Regions from separate parts of the Mus musculus genome. Here region 1 is linked to region 2. The links are chromatin contacts, called in public promoter capture Hi-C maps. All regions are on one chromosome and are shown on one strand. The core of a region is the stretch at or near the end of the contact, and the rest is flanking DNA. Distances in the headings are between cores, read along the strand shown. Region 1 has its middle 25 kb from the start of 1700034G24Rik. Region 2 holds the start of Sez6l (seizure related 6 homolog like).

Region 1 (5,290 bases), core at 1,676-4,175, 38 kb after region 2:
TTCCCTTCTGAACATCACTCCAACGAAGTTCTACAGAGTCCACAGCCTGCGGCCAGCCAGCTGTCTTTCACAGAGCGCAATTCTCTGTAGACTCCCTCCACATTCTGCGGGATCAATATTTCATTCACTTTTTTTCTTGATGAACTATATTACAGGAGGGTGTGGCCGTTCGCCAGGAGAAATGCAAGGGAATGGGGGTGGTAGTTTCCAGTGTCTGCCTGTTCTGGGGAAAGCTTCAGTGAGAACAGGCTGCATGAGTAAGAGGTGGCCCCGCCGCTACCCCTGACAAATGCCCAAGCATTCAATGGGGAGGGGTGTTGCATATTTATTTTTAAAATGTATTTCATTTCTGTCTGTGTTGTGTGTATATATGCTTGTGTGCCCATATGCACACGGAGGAGGGCATTTGGTGTTTTGTTTGTTTGTTTGTTTGTTTTGTTTTGTTTTGTAATTGCTCTCCAACTTATTTTGGGAGCAGGGTCTCCCACTGAGCTTGCAGCTCAGTGACTGGACTAGACTGGCTTCCAGCAATCCCAGGCATCCATTTTCAGTCTCCACTCTCCCATGCTGGGGTCACAGACTCACTACTCTAACCAGTTTTTATGGGAGTGCTGGGATCTGAGCTCTGTTCCTCCCGCCGAGCCATCTCTCTGGCCCCACATTTGTTTGTTTATTTGAGACACAGTCTCTCTCTGTAACCCTGACTGCTCCAGAATGTTCTATATAGACCAGGATGGCCTTGAACTTGCAGAGAATCACCTGCCTCTGCCTTCACAGATCTGGAATTAAAGGTGTGCACCACCATTCCAGGCTAATAGTTTAGTTGTTATGAGGACACAGAGAGCTCCTTCCTGGTGTGCCTTCCCTCCAAAGAGACAGGAGGCTGGGTCCTTCTTAATGCATAGCAGTCCCCCGTCAATGTTCAGCAACACTCCCCATATAGAGCAGCCCACCTTCCCCCCAATACACAGCAGCCCACCTTCTGCACATCCTCAGACGACCATGCAGTGAGCTGATGTGAGTCTCTTGTCTTGGGCATTCACATAGGAGGGTGTGGCTCTCTCACTGCGGCTTTAATTGGCATCTCCATGGTGCCTCACTACCTTGACATCCCTGGATGCCCTTACTGCCCACCTATGATCCTCTTGGGTCACCACAAGTCTACAAACATGCTTTGATTGACAGCCCCCTCCTATAGCTGAGAGTTCAGGGGAAATTGGTTCAAATTCAGGGGAAACATCAAAAATTGGGCCTGGCTTGCCCAGAGCTCCTGTGTCCTTGTCACAGCTCAGACTCCACTGCCAAAGGTTCAGATGCCAGCCCTGTGCTGGGTGCGGGGAAGATGGTAAATGTCACGTAGAGAGGCTGGGTGCCTGGAGACCCACACTTGCTGTGTAATTATGTCTGGTGCTGCTATGACTGCAGCCGCAGATCATAATCGCTTTTTAATTATATTTACCTTGTCGGCAGAGAGCAGAGGTAAGTTATTGGATCTGGGAGGTAACAGTCCAAATCTGCCTATTCCAGAGAGGCGGGGCCCCAGGGAGGAGACGCGGGCAGATAAACCAACTCAGGAGAAAACAGAGCCCAGGTCATGAGACACAGAGAGCAGCATTAACTGCAGTTGGTCGGGACTCTGTGACAGGGACATTAGGTGTCCCATGATTTTATCTCCAGTACTTCAGGAGGTGGGGAGAGCAAGTCTGGATTGACTTGACTGGATTTAGAGTCACCTAGGAGACACACCTCTGGCTGTGCCTGTGATGTTTTCCAGAGAGGTTAAACCTAAGAAGAGAGACCCACGTTAAGTGTGAGGGGCACCGTTCTGTGGGCTTCAGTCCTAGACTGATAGCCAAACTGCCGTTCATTATTTCTTTCTCCTCCTCTCCCCTCCCCTCCCCTCCCCTCCCCTCCCCTCCCCTCCCCTCCCCTCCCCTCCCCTCCCCTCCCCTCCCCTCCCCTCCCCTCCCCTCCCCTCCCCTCCCCTCCCCTTCCCTCGGGTTTTTTTTTTTTTGTCAACTTGACATAAACTAGAGTCATTTGAGAGGAGGAGACCACAATGAAGAAAATACCCCTACCAGATTGGCCCGTGGGCAAGCCTGTGGGATTTTCTTCATTAGTGATTGATGGGGGAAGGCCCCGCCCATTGTGGGCGGGGGTAGCCCACTTGGGCGGGGCCATCCCTGGGCTGGTGGTCCTGGGTTCTGTAAGAAAGCAGGCTGAGCAAGCCATGGGGAGCAAGCCAGTAAGCAGCACCCTCCATGGCCTCTGCATCAGCTCCTGCCTCCAGGTTCCTGTCCTGTATGAGTTCCTGTCCTGACTTCCTTAGGCGGAGAGATCAATATGGAAGTGTGAGCCAAATTGACCCCTTCCTCCTGGTGTTGCTGTTGCCTTTGGTCATGGTGTTCATCACAGCTATAGAAACTCTAAGAGAAGAACACTCCTGGCTCTCCCTGCTCACTGCTGGCTCCAGAAGAGCCTCTGTAAGCACACCCTTTAGCATCTTCTTCTAGAATCTTCCTTAGCCTTCCTGGCTCCTGTTACCTCTGTGGGGAGCAACATGAGAGATCCTCCGTAGCAAGATCTCAGCTCAAGGGGTCTTTAGGAGCAATGCTGATGGTGATGCTGATGTTGGTGATGCTGATGCTGATGGTGGCGAAGCTAATAGGAAGGATCTGGATATTTATTGAGTTCCTACTCTTTGATGGACACTGTCCCATCTTCCATAGGAATTCACTCAGTGGTTTGGGGAGTATGGCCTTTGGGTTAACCTAACACCTGGATGAGATGCAAGTTAAATCATGCCGATTCTCAGGTCCCACCTGGCCACAGAGCTACAGAATCTGAAGCTGAGGGTGGGGCCCTGTGGCCCGTGCTGTAACATAGTCTCTGTGTGATGTGGAAGCTTGCTTGTTCCTGGCATCACTATGGCAACCCAGCTAAGCTCTCTCTCTCGGCTGTTCACAGAGGGGGCATTGCAGTCTCCATTTTATAGACTGGAAACTGAGGTTCAGAGAAGGGGAGTCTCGGTGGCTAGAGTCACGCAGCTGGTTAAGGGCAGAAAGAACCCATCCCTTCCTGGCCTGAAACCAATCTGTGACTCTCTGCTTGCTGTGTTTAAGGCAAAGTGCATTCTACATCCTTCCTGCATCCTGCATGCTGCATCCTGCATCCTGCACCTTGCACCCTGCACTGTTTCAGCTGCAGATGGAGCTCAGTGAGATTGACAGCTTGCCTACCATCATTCTGTGATGGCCTGGCCTGGGCATAGAAGGGAACGCAACCTTGTTCTTGGAATCTCCTGAGAAGATTCTATTTGGTCTACTCTGCTTATGAACAAACTTATCTTTAAAATCACTGGATGCCCCTCCAGGGATTAAATTACCCCCTGTTTTGGGAAATTCAGCCACCCCTCCTCAGGGTGTAAGGAAACATAGGGGTCCCACTGAGCTTATTGTGTAACGACTGATGGGTAGCCCTGGGTGAGTGACTCCCATTCTCATTTTATGTTGCCTCGCCTGCATTGCCTTGCTTGTAAAATAGGAAGAGGGTAGGGTCCAGGCATCTCTTCCACCCTCCCTGGAAGAATTCTCTCATTCTTCCAGAAACCGGGGGACTCCTGCTCATTTTCCATACCCATCTTGGCTTCCTCCTTATTGTCAAAGTGAGGCCATTCTCATTTCCTCTGCTTATCTGGTGTGTTTTCCAGTGTTGTGCAGGTAACCTCTCTTCTGCAGGATGCACTGTTGACAAACCAGTCACTGCCCCTTGGGACACTTTCCCTCCTATCACTTCACATCCTAGAATTTTCTCTAGAATGTCACTTAGGAGTTTTAGTCTATCCATCAGTCCTCCATCATCTAATCATCCATCCATCCATCCATCCATCCATCCATCTATTTGTCTGTCTATCCATCTGTCTATCCATTCACCCATCCATCCATCATCCATCCATCTGTCTACCCCATCCACCCACCCACCCATCTACCCATCTACCCATCCCTCCATCCATTCATCCTTCCATCCATCCCATTCATCCATTCATTCATCACCTATCCATGCACCCATTCATCTGTCCATTCATACATACATTCATCCACTCATCCACCCATCTACCCATCCACCTATTCATCCATCTGTCCATGTACCCATCTATTCATATACCCACCCACCATCCAACCACCCACAACCCATCCATCCTCCATTCATCTGTCACCCATCTGTCTGTCCATCTGTCCATCCATCCACCACCCACCTATCCACAACCCATCCATTCACCATCCATCCATTTGTTCACTAATTTATCAATATGCTCACTCACTTTCTGAATCAGAAAGCATCGACTGGCTTTTATCCTATGATTGTTCTTTTTTTTTTTTTTTTTTTTTTTTTTCTGCTGTGGCCGGGCTCCAGCGCACGTGCGTTTAGATGCTGCTGTGAATGCATTATTTCCACATCAGCACCTGAGAAAAGCAGGTCACCCATAGCATGGCTGCTGAGCCTTATCTAATTAATTGTCGGCCTTAAAGAAGAAAAGGGGTGATGACCCCCCATGAAAAGGGAAGCTCTGCCTCTGCCCCCAAAGCCATTAACTCCTCTCTATATCCAGCGTCCTCTTTGAAGGGCAGTTCTTTTCCTCTGTGTTTCTTTTCCCTTGTGGCTTGGCTTTCCCTCATTTTGGTTACTTGTTGTTGGCTGTGAGTAGCTAATAATATCAAATGGAAAACTCTAGAAATAAATAAATCATATATCTTAAGCCGCAAGCCATCTGGGTGGTGAGGTGAACTGTGCTCTGCCCTCCCTTTTGCTTGGCATATTGTCACCATCCCTGTGCCCATGGGTGGTGCTTGCACCATTGTGGCTGCCCTGTGTCCCTGCTGTGTGTGGGAGGAGGGCAGGCCACCTCCTCTCCCCTCTACACACCTCTTAAATCTCAGTATGGTCGACAATCTGCCAGTGCAGCTCATTTGTGAATCGATTTTATCATCAGGGATGTTTGTGTAGGAGAGAGGGTGTCACGCGTAGGTGCTCCCTCGAGACACTGAGGACGTGCCCCACGGGTCACCTGGGCTGAGCTGGATGGTACAGGTCCTGCTGCTTTTCTCACAGAAGCAACTGAGTAGCAGATTTGTGAGTCCCTCAAAAGTCTTTGGTGTCTTGAAACTTTCTCTGCCTGTTGGAGAAAACTAGAAAGTAGATTTAAACATCAGGACATGCTAGGTTGCTACCAAAGACATACAGAGCACTGTAAGCCCCAATGTTGCTTGGACCCCTCAGATATTTGGTGGAT
Region 2 (5,593 bases), core at 2,438-4,937:
TAGGGGAACAGGAAACCACTGCATGTGTGCGAACATATGCCGGTTTCTCTTTACACGAGTTACAGAATCCTATAACCACACTTCTAGGTTGGTCCCATCAGCCCTCCATTCTATTTACGTCCTACAGATGGCAGAATGGAGTACCAGACAAGAAGGTCTCTCTGAAGGTTAAGTGCACCTAATCAATGAATGGACTGAGCTTTTGGGTTGAGGCAACTCTGATTTCCAAACCGTTTTCCTGAACCTTGCTAATTTCCTTCTCATATTCAATCCGACCACTCACCAGAGCAGCCTTGCCTCCGCCCTCGTTTTGCAATTGCCACTATAAGGGAGTCCAAACACTGGCAGAAAAGGGCTAGATGAGGGTCTGAGTTGTAATGACACCTTGCGAGTAAGCATTCTCTGCAAACTTCTCATCTCTGTGTCCCCCCTTTTCACTGTGTGCCAAAAGCTGACAGTAATCTCTCCCTGTGACATAAGGACCAGATACCTCCAGTGGCAGGGAGTGAAGCCAGGTGCACAGACCACCAGGCTGAGAACCATCCTAGCTTTCAACAGGACATACACGTGTCTGCCTCCTTCCTGCCCAGCTGCAGCTTTGAGCGCCCCTCGTGGAGGCATGCAGTATGGGCCTGCCACGCAGCCATCAACTGGCACACAGGAGAGCCTTGTGTATTGCGCTCCTTTGAATGGCTTGCAGGAACGGACTCCTAACCAAAAGTCACAAACCAAATTGTTCGGGAAACATCCTTTTTTATGCCTTGAAAGAAGAAAGAAAGGAAGTCGATATGGTTTCCTAATGACCAGCAGAACTGTGTGAATAAAAGAAGAATCTTTTAAGTTTGTCTCGGGTAGTCCCTGGTGGGGGCAGCCAAAACTCTTTGAAACAGAACGGCACATAGAAAAGCACACTTAAGGCCGACGTAACAACGATACATCTCACCACATGTCAGAGGCTAGGGGAGGCAACAAATTAGAGTCTTACTGAGAGATACTGGATTTGCTTTGTTAATCCAAGGGGAAAAGAAAAGGAACGGCAGGCTTTGCAGTCTCGGCGTGTGCGTGCATTGCTCTCCCATGCATGTCTTAGGCAATAGGGGTCCTCTTAAAAAAGACAAGCTACACTTTATTCCCATCAAAACGGCCCAGAGAATGCACAGCCTGCAACAAGTTCCCACCCCTCACACTGCATGCAGGAAGACAAGTCTGCAACACTGGGCTCCTCTGATGCCTCTCCTCTCTGGTTTGTGGATAAGAGCTGCCGGTTAAAAATAGAATTTATTGCGGAAGATCAATTGTTTCCAAATGGACCATGAGAACTGGCAGTGCCCATGGGCCACCCTGGCTCCCTTCTTATGACTCAGTCAGAACCCCATGGTTAGTAACGAGCCTTTGGATGAAGTGTATCGTGGACTTTAATTTGGCAGTGACCTGAAGTTAATTAAAAATATATGCTCACTAGCCGCGTGGTGTGGAGCAGTTGCAAAATATAAAATGTCTAAAAATTGACATCACAAATGCACACATCCTGCCTTCCCTCCTACACTCTGGCACACACTGAGGAATCAGGATACAGGATCCTGATCTTGGGTGACATTTTCCTATATGCCATTAAGACCCCACCCCATGCCAAGGGTGGTGCCTTAGAGAATGTCAAACTCAGAGGTAGGGCCACTTTAGAAAAGATGGTGAGCCTCTGGGCATCTTTGAGTTCTGCTTGTGGAGTGGCAGGCACACACACACACACACACACACACACACACACACAGATTTAAGAGCTGGGGCAGGGCAATCTGGATTCAGTTCAAGGCCACCACGTTATTGTTGGAAAGAGACAGCTAATTAAGAAAAGGCACGCTGGGTAGAGACCATTGATTTAAACCAAATCTCTTTTCCCATCTTTCCTAGGGAAACTGCCCAGACCTGGTGTAAATTGGAAATACCACTGTCTCACAAGGGGAGGGGGTGTTCTCAATGACATGTTTTGTTAAATAGAGGAGGCAAATCATGCCCATCGCTCCCATTTCTGGGTCCAAGAGATTGGGGATATAATGTCTGATGTATGCTGAGGGTACTCCAGGCCACAACGAAGTGATGGGACCCAGAGCTAGGGCCTGGAGCTGAGAGCTGTCCGGGGCCTCTGGTGCTGAACTCAGGGGCCCAGAATTCCCCGCGGCGAAGCGGCAATGCTTCTCTGTCCTCAGAACTCCAGATCATCAAGAAAACCTCAATTATACAGAACTCCAGATGGACGGGGGTGCTGGGGAGTGGGGTAAGCGCTCCATGCTGTGGTCAGCTCAGGCAGGCTCCAAGCTTTGTTTTGTAAGTTACCACGGGAGGAAACAAGAGTCACACCTTGCCAAGAGAATGAGAGGTTAAGTGATCCAACCCCAATAGCTGACACCGTGGGCTCTCCTGGTGTCTTTAGCTCTGGTGGCTGGGGGTGGGATCAGCTTTGGGTGAGTTATTTGCCTCCCTCTTCTCTTCACCTCAGCATCTCACTGTAACTTCCTGGGACCCTAGCAGGGTGGAGCAAAGGTGTGACTCCAGGCAGGTGAAGGAACCGACAATCTCGACAATCTCCATAAACTCAGACCCCCTTCCCTTCCTAAGCAGCAAGCACGTGGGTTTCACCAGCACCCTCTCTTCACTCCTAATATCGATGAAGCTGTAGAGGGATAAAGGGGGCCAAGCCCCTGGGGTTCTAATATCTCTCTTCTCACCAAGTTCTGGGAGCCTTGAGCTCTCCTCCATCCGAAGAAGCCACACCCAAGTCCAATTTCCTGACACCTGGCTGGGACCTATCCAGGAGACAGCCCCTCCGGATAGTCCGAGACAGCGTGGGATGGTGGGATGGGAGGGAGTCTGGTTCTGGAGACAGGCAGTCAGCTGTCCGCTTCCTATACCTATCCTCTTCCACAGAGCCTGGCAGAATAACCTGGCAGCCAGCCCCGGGTGCAGTTGCAGAGAGCTTCCAGAATCTGAAGGTTTGGAGAGGACCCCACTCCCAAGAGCTTCTCCCGGAAGCGTCTCCAGACTGCAAACGGGAGCCCAGAGACCGACGAAGGACCCGCAGCCTAAGGCGAGAGTCCTTCAGATGCGTCCCCGCCTCCGCGCTCCGGCAGGGACGAGGTGCCCAGCCCGGTATCCGGGCGGTCCCGCGGGTGGCGCGTGTGTTCCCAGACCAGTCGAGACCCCCGACTGCTCGGGTCAGCCGCAACAACTTTACCCTCTTTGGGCCGGGGCCCTCGGGGTGCTTACCTTCCGCCTGAGCTGCCGCGGGGCTCCCCAGAAGGAAGGCGACAAGGAACAGAGAGATCCTGTCGGGTCCCGCGGCTTGTGGCCGTGCCACGGGCATCGTAGCTACGGAGCTGGGGTCGGCGCAGAGAGATCCGTGTGGTCGGTCCAGGCAGAGGGATCCGTGCGGTGGAGTCCGGGCAGAAGGATTCGAGCAGCCGGAATCAGGCAGTGCTATCCAGGGAGAGAGAGAGAGATGGACAGAAGGCTCCAAGCAGCCGGATCCCAGACCGAGGTCCAGACAGACAGAGGGATTGGTGCAGCGGGGTTCAGGCAATGGGATCCAGGCAGAGGGATCTGGGCAGTAGGATCAGGGCAGCGGCTCCTGGCGGACGCGCAGCTCGCCGTGGCTCTGGCCGAGCTGCACCGGGCGCGGGCGACGGACGAGTGAGGAGGAGCCGCGGGCGGCGAGCGAGCGGAGGGCGGGGGCTGGTGCCCGAGCGAGAGAGGGAGCAGGAGAGAGAGAGAGAGCGAACCAGCGAGCGAGCGAGGGAAGTGAGCGCGAGGAGGCGGCCGAGGGCCGTTCCGGGGGCAGCCTGGCCCTTAGGCCCTGAGAAGTTAGTGATATCGCCCGGTCCCGGGTGGGCTCAGGGTCCCTACTCTTTTTGCGGATGCTGGGACGGTCAGACGAGGCGGAAGAGCGCCCGATGTGTCCTTGCGAACCCAGTCGGCGAACAGCCTGACCTGTATCCCCACTATACAGCCCTCTCTGGCCCCTGAGGTCCCCACCCGCATCCACCTTTCCCTCCCCTATCCGCCAAATGCATTGGTGCTTCCACAGAGAGTCCCAGTGACCTAGGAAGCCACACCGACTGCATCCAGGGACATTGTTGGACCAATGCACAGGACCACAGGATCCTCTGTCTGATACCAAGTGGTTCTTCACCCTGGAAACGCCCAGCCACAGACTCCTGGGTCCATGTTATGATTTCAGCTACATTAGCACTCTCAACAGCGCTCTGCAGATCCGCCAGGCTTCCAGAGCCGAAGCCCCGTTTCCCTCCCCCGCCAGTGGAAGCTTTGGTTCCAGGCCCATCCTCTGGCGGCCTCTGTCCAGTTGAGATTCTCTAGCAGCGTGTCTTTCTTCCACAAACAGAGGAGACGGGGCGCAGTGGGTGAGGAAGACAAGAAGCCACTTATAGCCAGGCATTGGCCAAGGGCCAACTGGAAGATACCTCACACCAAGGGAGACAGCTCTCCTTGTTCTGCTGAGTCTCACAGCCCCAGCTGGCTTCCCAGGCCCCTCACCCCAAGTTAGAAGCCCTCCCCTCCCCCACTCCACCTTGCCACTCCGCTCAAGCAGGGAGCAGATGGAAAGAAGGTTGTAGCAATTGGGGGTGGGGGGGGGGATGTCTTTAGCAGAGTGGAGAGACTGGGAATCTCTGAAAACAACGTAGGGGAGGGGAGCATTGGAGGTGGGAGGAGCGAAGGAGGACTATTCTGGTCCTGGTTCCAAATGCCCCTGTCACTCATTTACTCTTGGGATGCTCTTTGCTTGAAGCTCAGATTATCAGGTGATGGAGAGACCCCCAGTTCATATCAGGTCTCAGGAAGTGGGGATTTGAGAAGGACATGCAGAAGACCTGGGTCCTCCTCTAGAGGGCTAGCAGCAGGCCATCCAGTAACCCCTGAGGAATAGAAGCATAAAGCAGGAATACAGAAACATGGAGGAGAGACACAAGTGCCGGCTTCCTCCTTGGAGATGAGGATAGAAAGGCTTGTAAACACCCATGGCTCACCGGACTCTGGTGTGGTCTCTGTTTTAAAGTCATAATGATCGGCAGTGGTAGAAGTGATCGATATCTCCCCTGGATGCCCTCAGAGGGTCAACCTCACCAAAGCCACTCAGCCAGGAAGTGATAAGATGGATGAATTCAAGACCAGGCCTGAGTTGAAAATCAAATCACCCAAACATGATTCTTCCCCTCAACCAAGATGGCTACCTCTGGGGTGAGACTTGGTGGCTCCTCCTGGCTGTTGGTGGCCTCCCCACTTCCAGCACACTGCTGGAAGTCCATCACTGCAGTCATCGATTAGTAAGGGTAGGTGTTGAGAGCATCGGGCAGATGAGTCACCAGAAAGAGCCAGCTGGGGTCAGAGCTGGAACAAAAGTACATGGTTGGGGGAAGATCTTCCCCATTACCAGACCCATTTTAAAGAAGAGCAAACTGAGGTGTGGGGAGGCAAGGCAACATGTTCAATACCATGTATAGTCTGGTTCTGCCCAGGGTTGTGCTCTGTCTACTGCCAGATTATGCTTGGTCTTGGCTTGGGGTCAGAGAAGCCCAGGTTCTGT

The links. Promoter capture Hi-C pulls out the DNA fragments that hold promoters and counts their contacts.
Region 1: a promoter capture Hi-C map of hippocampal neurons shows a contact between it and region 2, with 2.9 times the contacts expected there. The contact joins the enhancer-like site here to the promoter of Sez6l in region 2. A contact is called at or near these places in 2 of 39 promoter capture datasets (epiblast stem cells and hippocampal neurons), 3 of 484 Hi-C or Micro-C datasets (forebrain, nephron progenitors and uterus), 5 of 115 datasets of contacts at active chromatin or transcription factors (a beta-TC-6 cell line, embryonic forebrain, embryonic stem cells and 1 more) and 1 of 9 other capture datasets (adipose tissue).

What each region holds. Positions count from the first base shown.
Region 1 is chr5:112,611,931-112,617,220 of GRCm38.p6, forward strand. No RefSeq gene overlaps it. Among named protein-coding and RNA genes, the nearest start is that of 1700034G24Rik, 25 kb to the left of the region's middle. Within about 2 kb of position 2,926, at least 4 of the 459 cell types and tissues checked have an H3K27ac peak or open chromatin away from gene starts, as enhancers often do. A contact at or near this core is called in hippocampal neurons, where this site is marked.
Region 2 is chr5:112,573,511-112,579,103 of GRCm38.p6, forward strand. Sez6l (seizure related 6 homolog like) reads right to left here and starts at 3,688. Exons shown (of 17, transcript NM_001253916.1): 1 at 3,262-3,688. The coding sequence starts at 3,358.